3 separate regions of the Zea mays genome follow, and regions 1 and 2 are each linked to region 3. A link is a contact called in public Hi-C data. All regions are on one chromosome and are shown on one strand. The core of a region is the stretch at or near the end of the contact, and the rest is flanking DNA. Distances in the headings are between cores, read along the strand shown.

Region 1 (4,651 bases), core at 1,569-4,068, 880 kb before region 3:
GCAGCCTCCACCAACGGTTCTTTTGGTGGTTGGGGCTATAAATACCCCCCAACCACCACACTTCAATGCATCCAAGTTTCAGCCATTTGCATTCAATACAAGAGCTCTAGACTTCATTCCAAGATACAAACAAGAGATCAAATCCTCTCCCAAGTCCAAAGTTCAATCCAATCAAATAGTGACTAGAGAGAGTAACAATTGTGTTTATTTGAGTTCTTGCGCTTGGATCGCTTTTCTTCTTCTTTCTTTCTTGTTCCCAACTCAATTATAATCAAGGCAAGATACACCAATTGTGTGGTGGTCCTTGTGGGGACTTGGTGTCCCGATTGAGAAGAGAAGCTCACTCGGTCTAGATGACCGTTTGAGAGAGGGAAAGGGTTGAAAGAGACCCGGTCTTTGTGACCACCTCAACGGGGAGTAGGTTTGAAAGAACCGAACCTCGGTAAAACAAATCACCGCGTCTCACTCTCTATTTGCTTGCGATTTGTTTTCGCCCTCTCTCTTCCGGACTCGTTTATAATTCTAACGCTAACCCCGGCTTGTAGTTGTGTTTAAGTTTATAATTTTTAGATTCCGCCTATTCACCCCCCTCTAGGCGACTTTCAAAGACTTTGCTTCGTATTGAAACAATGTGGGAGTCAATAATAGAAGTTCTAGGAATTGTGAATCAAGGACAACAGAATCCATCGAGGGATGGAGGTTTGGTTGCTAACATGTAGTTATTTTGCTTTGTGTTTATCATGAAGATGATGTTGCAAATCCTTTGCATCACAAAGGGTTGTCTCTTCTGTTGCAACAGAAGGATCAAGATATTGTCCAGGCCATGTCTTCAGTTGTTTATATGAGAATTCATTTTGAATGATTTGAGAAGTGAAGGTTGGGACCCATTATTTGAAGAAGTCAAAGTTTTTTGTGGGGAAGCTAGTATTGATATACCAAATATGGATGGTCCAATACCAAGATTTGGTCAGTCAAGAAGAGGACGGAGAGACAATATCACTCAAGATCATTTTTACCGTGTTGATATCTTCTATGCTAGTATGCTACTACTGACTCTCTTATAACAGAGTTGGATCATCGATTCAACCAGTTATGCTCTAAAATGCTTACTTGCTTTGCTTGTCTTGATCCAAGAGATTCAATTAACAAGTTTCATGTGAATAAGCTTGCTCGTCTTACGGAGATATGTTTGTAGGATTTCTCTTTTGACGATCGCAAGTTAATCAAAGATCAATCACAGACATTTATTGTTCATGTGCGAAGAGTTGACCGACTCAAAGCTTGTCATGATCTTGCAAGCCTAGCAAAAAACAATTGCTGAAATTGGCAGGGATACTGTATTTCCTTTGGTCTATGACTTGTTGAGTCAGCGTCGCTACTGCCAATAGCAACAAACACGGTTGAAAGGGCTTTTTCTGCCAAGAAAGTTATCAAAACCGAGTCGCGCAACAAAATGGGTGATTCTTGGCTTAATGATTTAATGGTGATGATCTACATCAAGAGGAAACTATTCAAAGGGCTTGATCTTCAAAGTATTAAGAAGGCATTTCAGATTAAGAAGAAGGACATGCAAATATAATTGTCTAGGTCTACAAGACGTATTCAGCAAAATTAGAGGCATGGCTTTATATTCCGTACCAAAATACAATTTGTTTTAGACTAAATATATATTCATTAATTAACATGTGAATGTAGTTTGTATGTGTGTCTACATACATTATCATATATTCGAATGCAGATGGGAAAAAAGAAGGCTAAAAAGAACTATATTTTAAGATGGAGCCGGTGTTATTTACCACTGTATGTTTTGTAGCAATTTATTCTCGTTTTAGACAATATTCGGTTTTTTCATATATATCACGAGTTCTTGTTTTTATAATTTGATTGGTTGTGCGCTTAGAGCCATACTTTGATTTTTTTTCCGTCGTCGCAACTTATTTCAGAGTTACTTTTATTTGTTGTACCACGTACGAGGTGAGTACTGAGTACGTATATACACATGCGGTAACCCTTTGTAAAGAAAAAGAAAAGAACTCAAGGTAATGAGTAACGAGAACCCGTGCAAAACGTGACACAAGGAACAAACAGAAATCAAGAAGAGGAGGCTGCCTACACCTGGAAGCTGCTCCGTCAATGCATCACCATCGAACAGGCCCGTCTCTGCAGGCACAATGCACTTGGCCAGTTGGACGTGCTCACCCTTCCTACCCCTCTCGGCTCTGGCGTCATCATCGCCAAACCGCACCTCCCGGCTCGCCTGCCAAGGACGATACGCGGGTCCCACTGGTAATCCCCCTCCTCCTACGCTTTTGCAGGCTGCACTGCAGCTCCGATTGCATGCACGGTCGCTCGCTCCCACTCCCGATCCAAGAGCCAAGACCCTAGACCCTAGACCCTAGACGGCCACACGGACACCACCGTCCACTGACTGACACTGACACACGGGCTCAGAGCTCTCATCCTGGCTCCCAGCCCCACCAGCCAGCGTCCATACGGGGAATCTTCTAGAGAGGCCCCCGCCGGGGCAGCGCTGCCACCCGATCCCTGACACAGGAGCAGCGAAACCGGAGCTCGCCGCAGCACCGGAACGCGGGGGGAAACAGCGAGGACGCTCTCCAAAGTCCGTTTCCGCCTCTCCGGCCCACGCATACGCATCCTTCTCCAGAACCCGTCCGTCCGTCCGCACGCCCGCCTCTCACCGCTTCACCGGCAGCTTCTCCCGGCTGCACGCCGGCCCGCCACGTGTGACGTGCCCCACTGGCTCGAATCAGACGGCGGCAGGTTCATATATACATGGCAGCACGCACCACGGAACGCGACGAGACGAGGCAATGTGGACGGGCGTTGCTGGTTAATTGGTTGGTTGGTTGGTTGGTTTGGGTTCTGGACTCTGGAGTTTCCGTGGCGCGGCCGGTCGCAGTCGCAGCGGCCCGGTTGCCCGAAACGGCAAAGAGGAAACGGGTGACCCGGCTGGCCGTGCGCAAGGCGACAAGGAGGGTTTCAAGCGGGGAGGGAGAGCCGGAGAGGGAGGCAAAAGCTGTGACGGGTACGGGAGTGGGTAGAGCCAACTCGCCAGAGTGCCAGAGACAAGAGAGAGGGCTGGGGGGACAGCGCCACAGCGGCGGCAGAAAGGAGAGGTTGCTGCCCCCGCCGTGGTGAGTGAGTAGAGTACAGAAGAGAGGATCGCGAAGCCTGAAGCAGTTTTTGGAGGAGGGCTGCCACATAAAGCGGCGAGTGGGCGATCGAGTGGTCCGCGTGGGGTGCACAAGGAGGAGGACGATCCTTCGGGGACGGATGCCAGCGCCCGTGCCGTGCGAGGACGACGGAAGAGCCGCGCCGCGCCTGGAGCACGCATGGGAGAGGTGAGCTCATCGCCCGCCGTTGCATGGGCGATCACGAGTCGCGAGAGCTACCTAGCTATAGCTATGCCAATGGCGTGGCGCTCCAGCGCTCGGCTGTCCTGTTCTCAGCTTGTTCGTCGCCGCACGCATGCGTCGCCGCTGGGGTTTCTGTCCGCCTTTCTGGAGTATAGTAGTGCGTGCAGTTGCATGCTGTTCTCGTGTGATTTCGTCGGTGGGTTGGTGTGCGTCTGGTTTAGTGGTTTGGACACTCCTGGCTTGCGGTTTTTTCGGTGGATTCGGTTTCCTCGCGAATGTGGTGCGCGCTTCTGCTGCCTGACGCCGCCGATGATGGTTCGCCGAGGCGAGCGGCCGTGGATCAGCTGGAATTTCACTCTCCCTTTTCTTCGTTTTTTTTCTGGAGTTGCGATCGCTGACGACGATCGAGTGCGCGCGCGTTTGTGTTCCGCTCTTCCACGCTGTGATCCCGAGGGGGCTCAGCGGGATTTGAGGTTTTCTAGGGGGGCTCTCCTGCGATTCTGCTCGGGTTCTTCGCTCGCGGGGGTTTTTTTTTCTCGCCGCGGCCGTGTGTTTCCTAGCTCGCAGCATGTAGCGCGAGCGCCTGGAGGTTTCCGCTAGGAATTCCGGCCATTTCGCTGAGTTTTCTCTGCTGCTCCTCTCGATTTTGTGCTTCTTCGACCCGCGCCGCGGCTCATCCCGGCGGATAGATAGATTCTACCGGTTGTGGTTTGATGGTTTGTTGCTTTTAGGGTTTCGTTTGGCCTCGGCGTTTTACCGTCCTTTTGGCATCGGAAGGTGGTTGGAGCTCAGCTCGTCTACATCGCGGCCTTTTCCTGTGACGTTTGGTTTGGTTTTGATCGAAACCTCGTCGTCGCCATTGCTCTGATTGCTTGCCTTTTCCTGTGCCGCGGTTTACACCGATCGATTTCGGTGGTGCTGGGTTGCTTTTGCGGCCGTGTTGACGGAGAGGATTAAGTTTCAGCTCAATAATGTGGGAGCTTCAGCAGCACCGGGCAGATGAATTTTCTGCTCTGATCGCCCTCTCCATGTGCAGCCCCTCCCATCGCATTCTATTTCTAGCTTTACTTTTGGGTTTGGGTTTTGGGGTTTTCCATGGCTTGCTGAGTTTTTACTAGGCAGGTTCACGCGCTAATGACGTTTCAGTGCGGTTCGATGCGATCCCACCATCATCCATGCTATTTATGGGATTCCTTCGGTGGTTGGGACGTTTCGTATGCTTCCCCGTTCAGAAGATTGCTGCCTACTACTATTTCCTAGGTGATGGATTCAGA
Region 2 (4,805 bases), core at 149-2,648, 690 kb before region 3:
GTCGTTCTTGTTCGTTAAAATCTTTGTGTTCTCTCATACTGAAGCGTTTTTATGGTGAGAAGCACTAGTTATCGTAGTATTTACAAGAAAATGTCGGCAGATTTGTCATATTTATGTGTTGTCTGCCGAACAGAAACGTTTAGCCGCCCCAACACGAATTCTCAAGTGTAAGGGCGGCGCCTCACTTTGTTTCATCTAGTGGATCTGATCTGTTATGGTTAGTCTTTGATCCATCAAGGATCTATTTAATATCTACATAGTTAGGCCTTGCATACGGGTTGGATGTTCTGGTAACATGCTGGATACTTCGTGTTGGCTCGGGTAGGGATTGTTTCGGAAATCGGCTTACGCTGGTTTTTAGGCCTCTCATCCGGTCGACACTTGGATGTCTGTCACTCTTGCTAGGCCCAGCTATGTGCAGGATTTTCCGACTGTGCAATGAAACTTTAACCATAGTGGTTTGGGTGTACCTGGTGCAAGCAGAGCGAGGTCTCAAGAGCCATCGACTCCATGCTCGCTAGCGTGTGGATCTGATGCGAGCCTGGGGAGACGATCGACTTCTTACAACCAATATGACTCGGGGAGCCAAACATGGCTCAAACTAACGTTTGCATGTGTTTGTGTATGCAAGAAACCAACTCGGAGCACATCGACACCCTCCTGATCGGGTATAGGTCAGGTGGCACGCTAGGAGAACCTCAAAGCCAGGCCGTACGCCAAGATCCGAGCCGCTGATCGAGGGACCGGGGCCCGCTAGCCGTCCTGAAAAGCCTCCCGGCTCCTCGTGTTGCCTGTTGTCTCTCAACTGTGGGTTTCGGGTGGCAACATATCCAAATCGAGATTAGATCTTTAATATACACACTTTAAAAGTTTACGAACCGTATTAACACACCCGCTCAAGTCAAGGGACCAAAAATGCTCTTTACTCTATATACAAACGTAGGACACTTAATACTAGTTTGCATTAGGGGCATGTTTGGTTCAACTTTTTTTCTGAGGCTGGCTATGGAGAGAATCTGAGTATCGTACGTGCGGGGGAAGATAAAAGAGTCTATGGAGTTTAGGATGTAGAAAGTGATGGTTCGCTACTATCGCAGATTTTGGACAGTTTTTACTAAAATGTTTTTTTATAGAAGTGGACGGAAAAACCGAGCATTTGCAGTCTAGCAGGTTCTAATGGCTAGAAGCTCAAAAAAAGTGGAACAAACATAGCCTAGGTTTGCTAGTTGGAAGAGGTGTAAAGAAGCAAATTCAGAAACGGACAATAGTCAAAGGAATAATTGGATCTCGTAGTTAAATTCCTAGACAGGCCAGCGCCGGCCCACCGGCGCGATGCCGGGCAAAGGCCGGAGCGCCTATATACTCTCTTATCAAGGCACGGGCGCACGGCACGGCCCATCACCCATCACGTATCGCTCCCTCCCTCGGCCCTCGATCGTACGGCGCGAGCGTTGCGCTCCACGCCTTCCTCTTCCTCGTCTGGCATCGCGAACCGCCGCACCCCACCCACCCGCCCACAGGCCACAGCCCACCCCCTTCTCCAGGTCTCTCCCCGGCGGCGGCGGGTGCGGTTCTCCGGCCATCACCGTGCGCACCAGGTAACTCCCTATCTCTCACTCCCTTCGTTTCTCTCTCAGTGCACCACGGCTGTCCATAAGTGGGCGCGCTCTTGTGGAGACCTTTCGCCGCAAACCCTAGCTGTGCAACGCACCGATAGATCCGTCATTACGGTTTAGATCTGCACGGGAGTAGTTACAACTAGTATTCCTCAACTAGCGAGGAGCTGTTTACTAGTTGCGGGATTACGAGGGGTGATTTTTCTCCACTGGGAATTTTAGATCTCGATTGCCTTTTGCGACGACTTGTTAGACTTGTTTGGGTTATTGTCCAAGCTGAGACTTGTAGGTGCACCAACGCCAATGCTTTCGCTAACGGCTAAGTTGTGTTGTGAGGTGATTGTGCTTTATCTTAGCGGGTCGTCTGAGGATTTGCCGGGTTATGCTTTTGATCTGTAGCGCTCCTCATTTTGTTTTACTCTAGGTTTAAATTAGACCGTTTGCCGATTCTTATTTGGAACTGCAATTTAATAACTGGACTGGAAAGACCATACCTCTGCTTTGTCTATTTTGGTTTAGTTAGTCAGAAAGAAACAGTGAACATACATGTTAATGCAGTTTCCATTGTAATACTTTGCCTCATCCTGTGGTTTAAGATTAGCATGATCTATTCTATGCCATGTCACCGGTGAATTTTTAAGTTGTTTGTCATTTTCAAGCATCTGATGAACTGTGCATCAAATGGCGATGAACACTCATTTTTGTTTTGTTATACATGACTTCAGTGCCCATGAATGATTTTGTATTTGTATGTTCTAGCCTGTAAGCTATACGCAGGCTGAATTGTAATGTACGACAATACACCACTCATAAGTCTGATTTACCGAGCCTGTATTTTTATTAACATGGTCTGTTATGTTTCGGTGCAATTACAGGAAAAACTATGAGGAGGTACAGCCCCCCTTATCGCAGCCCCCCCAGGAGGGGATATGGTGGCAGAGGAAGAAGCCCCCCTCCTCCCAGGAGGGGATATGGAGGACGCAAGGAGGGTAGTGGAAGCCTTTTGGTCCGCAACATCCCATTAAGTGTCAGGTACAGAAACTGTGCATGCAAAACAGTGTACTTTTTCCTTCCATCTTTAAAAGAATAAATTGATCTTCATTTTATGACATACTGTTTTAAATAAAGAACCGAATACTCCTATGATACTTGAGTAGTTGACTTTAATTTTCTTCTCAAACTTTGTAAGAGCGGAGGATCTTCGAGTTCCTTTTGAAAGGTTTGGCCCTGTTCGGGATGTTTACATTCCAAAGGACTATTACTCTGGGTAAGTTGTACTAAATCACCATATTCTGTGAGTTATGTCTTAATTCCTCAAAAAGATAGCTATTGCTGTTTCTATAATGTTTGGAGCTTTAAATAGTTGGAGACCTGGCTAGTTTTTCTTGGTCATAATCAACAACAAGAAGAACATCAAAGCTTTTTATCCCAAGCAAGCTGGGTATGCTAGAGTTAAAAATCCAATAGAACCCACAAGTCAAGGTTCGGGCACATGGATGGGTATATCCTATCATCTCAAGTCTCTTTTCATTGCCTCTTTCCATGTCAACTTTGGTTTTCCTCTTCCTCTCTTCTCGTTGCTTCGTGCCTTAGGATCCCACTACGTACTGGCGCTTCTAGAGGGTCTCTGTTGGACATGACCAAACCATCTCAACCATAGTTATTAAGGCGGTAAGGCGACCGACCCCCTTTTACCTTTCATCGGGTAAAGTGTAAGGTGAGGCAACACCTCATTTATATAGATATAAATATAAATAAAAAATAGACCAAATATTATATATATCAATAATTCAAAGTTAATAAGCAATCTAGCACAATTGTAAAGTCTATTAGGCCCATTTCGACATAGTAGAAGAGAGAAATAGGAAAACAGAAAAAGAAAAAAGCCCACAACCAGCTGTCCAGCCCAACACACTAGTTTTATGATAAACCTACCGCCAGCCTCAGCCGCTCTCCACTCTCAGCTGCCAGCGCAGCTGTCCTCTCTCCCTCTCCCCTGCGCCGCCGCCGCACTTCTACCGGAGCCCTTCGCGCTGCTAGCCTCAGCCACTCTCCTATCTCTCCCTCTCTCGCAGCTCTCCTCCTCCTCTCCCCCGCGCTGCCGCCGTGCATTTCCCGGAGCCATGCGCGCCGCAGAGCCTCCTCACACTCACACCTTACTCTCGCGGGCAAGGTGACAGGATGCCTTATGAGTCCAAGCCCGCCTTACCTCTTAAGCGTCACTTTAGGGACGCCTTAATAGCCTTGATCTCAACCGATGTTGGACATGTCCAAACAATCTCAACCGATGTTGAACAAGCTTTTCTTCAATTGGTGTTGTCCCTAGCCTATCAACCTCTTGGTCATAATCGTCAAACTAATTTTCTAGAGGCATGAATTATAGAACTGACATCCTATATTTAACAAAGTGAACACTAGTGCATACTTCAGTTTCAGTGCAATGTCTAATTTGCAATGTGTTTGGTGCGCTTAAGCTCTGATGAGTCTCATGTTATTTTTTTTGCAATCGACTTGCACCATCAATTGATATCTAACAACATGATGGAGTATGAACTTGTACTCTGCTTTCCCATAGCCAATTCATCATTGCACTATGTGGATTATATTTTCTTAATGATTCCCAGGGTTGTGTTAGTTTGAAGTATAAGCATACTCTTTGTTTCTCAAAGAATGCCTTTTAACATTACTAACAATTCATTTGCTTGGCAAGATAGAGTCTTGTCCAATGAAGTTCTTCTATGAAGACAAGATTTGATACTTTGAGAAAATTAATTTCATGAAGAGAAGATGAGAGACATATATACTGGCTGGTACATGAGAAGATAAAAGAGAGTCAAGTCAATTTCAAGTACTTTTGTGACTTTTTCAAATGTTGGGGAACTTGAAGCGAACGATTTTTATGAAGATACTCTTTATGAGGATCACCTTACGTAGTTGTATACAAGAAACTTGGACACTAGAGCCTGGGCATCTTACTGCTTTTTGCAACACTTGCTTCTCTTCTGATGGAATGTTTGTAAGTTGTTGACTGTGCTTCGCTGAGAACCATAGAGGGCACAGTGAATATTTGAATTTGATGGTAAAACGCCAACAAGACACCATTGTGAACACTTTGCATCTTCATTTGTTTGTCACTTCCTTGAATTTTTCCTCTCCGTACTGTCTAATGAAACTAACATATGCAGGGAG
Region 3 (4,711 bases), core at 114-2,613:
TGGGTCGACGTGCGGTGCGCAGAGCTCAGGGAGAGGGTGTTCGAACACATTGTAAAAATATCTTTAAATAATTCTAAAAAAATTTCTTAACTGGTTTGAATTTTTATTTAGAGATCTATCTGAACAGAAAACCACGTTCTATATCTTTTCACTTAAAACAAAATTTCCCTTTGTTTTCAATAATATAATAAAAATAGAGGATGTCGGCAGAATAGAACAAAGAGCAACAACCAAAATCTAAGCACAGTTTTCACCTTTACATAGCTTTTCATTCATCTTTCTACGCCATGCTCAGCAGAGTATGTATATGATCGTATAAAACACTTTTGATATAACTGCTTTAAGAAGGCTGTTAGCTTGATAAGACTATCTCCAGTAGACTCTCTGTCTTACCTTAGAACATCTTCAACAATAAACTCTAAACTAGAGTCCTAAAATTTGAAATAGAATCGTATTTAGTGTTTAAGGCCTCAAAAGAACTTTTTACTCCAACAGTTAGGCTTTAAATAATGCTATTTATAAAATAAATTATGTTATTAGAAAATAAATGGTTGAAGCTCAAGAGAAAACGAGAATATGACTCCAGTATATAAGGTACTATATTTAGAACCCGAGAGATTGAGCTCTATAATCGTTTGATGGAATTTTATAAAATAGGATCACAGTTAAAAAGTGTGTTTTATGGTTCTTAGCCATATTTAAAATAGTATCCAGTTTAGAGCAACTCCAAGATATTAAATATATAGTTTTATAAAGGTAAATTTAGCTAATATTAGAAGAAAAACGTATCCAATAGACTCTGTAAATGAATCTTCAAATTTAGTGACTCTCTATTTTTGAATAGGCTGCTTCACTCTCCCTTCAATTTATAGGTTTATCGAGTCTCTTGGATTAACCTACAATTTTTCTGTTAAATCGGTTTTAAAGAGTAGCTAAATCAGTAAATTTGACTAAGTTAATCTTTCAGAGTTGCTCTGAGAATCTCTCTTTGAGATGCTTTTATATTTTAAACTTTACTCTATAAATAATATGGTCCACATTATAACTAATTTTTTTTGCATGCAATTGACAGGCCGGTCGCGGTTAGTGGTCGCCGGTGGCTTCGGACCTTCGGTAGGCGTTGGGCGCCGGCCGATGCACCCGCACCGCATCCGTAGGATACGAGCGGCGACCCGGACCGGACGGACGCGAAAATCAGCTGCCGTGGAGGTGCGGGCAACTCCAACGACGCGATCCGGCCCGCCCGCGACGCTGACACGACCGCGGGACCCACCCAATACGACGCCACTACCCCGCTTTTCTCGCACCTATTTACCGCCCCTGCCACTGTCTCCTTTCCCTCTGACTAGTCACCTGTTGGCAGGGTCCGGTTCACGCCGCGGCGGCTCGACTGGACTCCCCTCGTCATGGCCGGCGTCAGCGGCCGCGGGGCCGCGGAGAGGGTGGCCGCCGCCGTGGAGGCGGTGGGATCCGGTGGCTGGGAGTTCCGAAACGCGTACAGGCGCCAGCTGCTCGCGCTGTCGCGGCGGATCCGGCTCCTTGGCCCCTTTGTCGAGGAGCTCCGGGAGGTACCCTGTGTACCCGCGGTGGAACCGGAGCGGGCGCTGGCGGTGCTCGCCGACGCGCTGGAGGAGGCGCTCGACCTGCTCCAGCTCGGCCGCGACGGGAGCAGGATATTCCTGGTACGCGCTTACTTGTTGCTCTCGCCTTCTCTAGTTCCTCATCTATGCTGGATTCCAGATGCTTGGCTGCCTGTGCGACCTTTTAGTATTATTTTTAAGATAAAAAACTGCGCTCTTAAGCTTCACTCACTTTGTATCAAGTGTGCAGATATTTGAATGAAAATCCTGATTTTAAGCTTCCTGTCCTTCCTATTCCATGCTACCGTAGCAGCTATCGTTATTTTACCTGGCGTATACTTTGCTATGGATCCTATTTCAATGAAAAAAATATATCGTTGAGGTTTTAGCTTTAGGTGCGTTCCATTTCAGTATCCAAGATATTCCCCCTTAATCCCTTAATCCCCTCCAATCCCCTCCAATCCCTGATCCTTGGTCACCAAATCAGCCCTTAAGCTTATATGCCAGAGGCCGACTCTGCCCTGTGGACCCACGCACACGTACGAAATACCAACACAAAAAAAAACGTATATGCCACCTTGCTCGAGCCCCGTCCGCTGGATCCGTCCCTGCTTGTACACTTGTTGACACAGTACTGGCTGTGACATATGATCATTCCTTGCTTTTGCGGCCTAGTTTGCTAGGCTTAGCAGACATTTTTTTATTTTATCAGCTTGGTCTTATGGTCAAAGTTTTGATCTTTTGTTGGTGAGCAATTTGTATTGTTTGGCTTTGGTTAGTTCATTAAGAATTTGGGATTAAGTGACAAACTTATCGTCAAGGTTATTAAAGCGATAAAATGTTGAGGCGCTCATGAGAACTTTTTGACTTTAAAACGTTTAAGCGAGCTTTAAAACGTCTTTTTAAACAACATGGACAAAATTGAATATAACTTAATTTCATGTAACAATATAACATGTCCACAACCACACTACCACAAATCCACAATTACATAAGTTCAAGTGCTCAACTAATAGCAACTAGCAAAGCGACAACCACAAATAAAGTGGAATGAAATGTGCAGTAGTCCACAATCACAAACATAGCACAAAAGCAACTAAAGTGGAATGTAATGTCCACAACCACAGACGCATTAGCATCACTACTGTTTGCCGTTTTTAGTCCGCAAATAACCAAAACCAGAGGAGAATGTGAGCAGGGAAGGGGAGGAGGATGAGAGCAGGGATAGGGACAGCTAACAGAGGCAGAGCAGGGAGGCGACTGAGCTAGGACCGGCGAGCTGACCGAGCGAGAGCAGAGAGTGCAACACAGGGAGGCAGCGGCGGCGCCGAGCTTGAGCAGGGAGCGAGCGCGGCCGCAACGCAGGGAGGCAGCGGCGGCGCCGAGCGCGAGCAGGGACCAAGGAGCAACGAGCACGGCCGCGGGGGAGAGGGAGCGTGGCACGAGTAGGGAGCAACGCAGGGAGGAGGCGAGGGAGGCGGCAAGCTCAGGTAAGGTTCTTACCGGCTGACGGCAAAGCCCAGTGATGCCGAACGAACGCGCAGCACGAGTCCGTCACGGCTGCCCCCTTTTTTAGGTTAGGAGAACTGTGATGGGCTGGAAATCTGAAAAAGCGACAAAACGTGGCCTTTTTACGGCCCAGAGCGTTTTAACGCTAAAAACTGGCGCTTTAATAACCATGCTTATCGTCCTGAAATGTTTGACCTTTTTGCTATCTCGAGGTGAACATATCAAAGAATTCTAGGGGAGGTCTTGCTTTCTTGTTTCTGTGGCGTACACGCGTAAAGCGTGAACTGATTCCTCCTGTGGTTTGGGTCAAATTTGGTGGTAGTTGGCTTGCTGAAATCTAGAAACGTTACCTTAAATCATTCATTGCATGATTCATCTATCATTACTAATTTCTTTCACCAATGAATGTAGTTACCCAAGTGGAAAACATGGGCTCACTCTTGTTAAATTAGGAAATCTGGGACTGGTTGCTGGTCATTTTTTTAGAGTATATTAGGCAACTCCTGATATGGTTGGTTTAGGATTGATTTGATTGATTGTAATCCTGGGATAACCTTCCTTATCTCTAGGATAACCTTCCTCATCTCTAGGATAGGCTTCTTGCCCTCCAAGTTATGTAGTCCTATATATTCTCCCTAGAGGCTCAATGCAATACGTCCCACCATCCCACACATTATACGCAATATCTCCTTCCTACACATATTATCGTATCCTATTTTAAGTGTATAGTATAGGGTTTTAGTGATAGTAGTCATACTCCTGAATTAAATCTAGGATCTTTTACTTTTAGGATTTAAAAATTTGTTGGGTTCATTTGATTATTTTCCTAGCAAAGAATTTGAACCATTTATTCCATCTTATCTATCAATCTTATCAGTTCGTATGATCGAGGCTAGTCAGAAGATCACCGATCCAAATGATTCCTAAAAGGGCATTAAAGCGGAGAACAGTAGCGGAGGGTTCACATATCGTAAATGGGTGTTAGATATAAGGGGAGGCTTGTCTGTACCAGTTTTAGTGGAGTATCTGCATCTCTGGAACTTGGTTGATGGGGTAGATCTTCAGCCTGACATTGCTGGTCATGGTTCTTACTGTAGCAAATCAACATATGATGCATTTTTACTGGCTCTATCATTTTTGGCCCTTGGCGACGTGTCTGGAAGACCTGGGCCCCCTTAAGATGCAAATTCTTTGTATGGTTGGCCATCAAAAACAGGGTTTGGACAACTGATAGACTAGCAAAAAGAGGCCTTCCCCATCCAGTTGCTTGGCCTCTGTGTGATCAAGCCGAGGAGTCCATCCAGCATATTCTTGTCTCTTTCGTGTTTGCCCGACAAATATGGACGTTAATCCTCCACAATTTGGGCCTCCTAGCCATTGCCCCTCAGCCTGGATGCACACAGTTTTCAAACTGGTGGCGCCAAAGTATCAAAAGTGTTGAGAAGAGTCTAAGAAAAGGACTTAACTCCCTGATCATTTTGGTTGCTTGGGAGATTTGGAAGCACCGAAATGCTTGTGTCTTTGAGGGTGTTGTCCCCTGCGCCGAACAAGTTATGCGTGCTGTGATTGAGGAGTGTAGTGCTTGGTGCTTGGCTGGTGTACGTAGACCTCCTCCTTTAAGT

The links. A called contact is a pair of places that touch in the nucleus more often than the background predicts.
Region 1: a Hi-C map of ear shows a contact between it and region 3, with 3 times the contacts expected there. The contact joins the promoter of LOC103644989 here to the promoter of LOC100304296 in region 3. A contact is called at or near these places in 2 of 25 Hi-C or Micro-C datasets (ear and tassel).
Region 2: a Hi-C map of leaf mesophyll shows a contact between it and region 3, with 2.8 times the contacts expected there. The contact joins the promoter of LOC100283836 here to the promoter of LOC100304296 in region 3. A contact is called at or near these places in 5 of 25 Hi-C or Micro-C datasets (bundle sheath, ear, endosperm and 2 more).

The regions. Positions count from the first base shown.
Region 1 is chr1:159,095,599-159,100,249 of Zm-B73-REFERENCE-NAM-5.0, reverse strand. It overlaps LOC103644989, which reads left to right and starts at 2,818. Exons shown (of 14, transcript XM_035964116.1): 1 at 2,818-3,362. The coding sequence starts at 3,354.
Region 2 is chr1:158,901,155-158,905,959 of Zm-B73-REFERENCE-NAM-5.0, reverse strand. LOC100283836 reads left to right here and starts at 1,398. Exons shown (of 8, transcript NM_001156734.1): 1 at 1,398-1,598; 2 at 2,492-2,648; 3 at 2,806-2,883; 4 at 4,802-4,805. The coding sequence starts at 2,500.
Region 3 is chr1:158,214,995-158,219,705 of Zm-B73-REFERENCE-NAM-5.0, reverse strand. LOC100304296 reads left to right here and starts at 1,363. Exons shown (of 4, transcript NM_001361280.1): 1 at 1,363-1,682. The coding sequence starts at 1,407.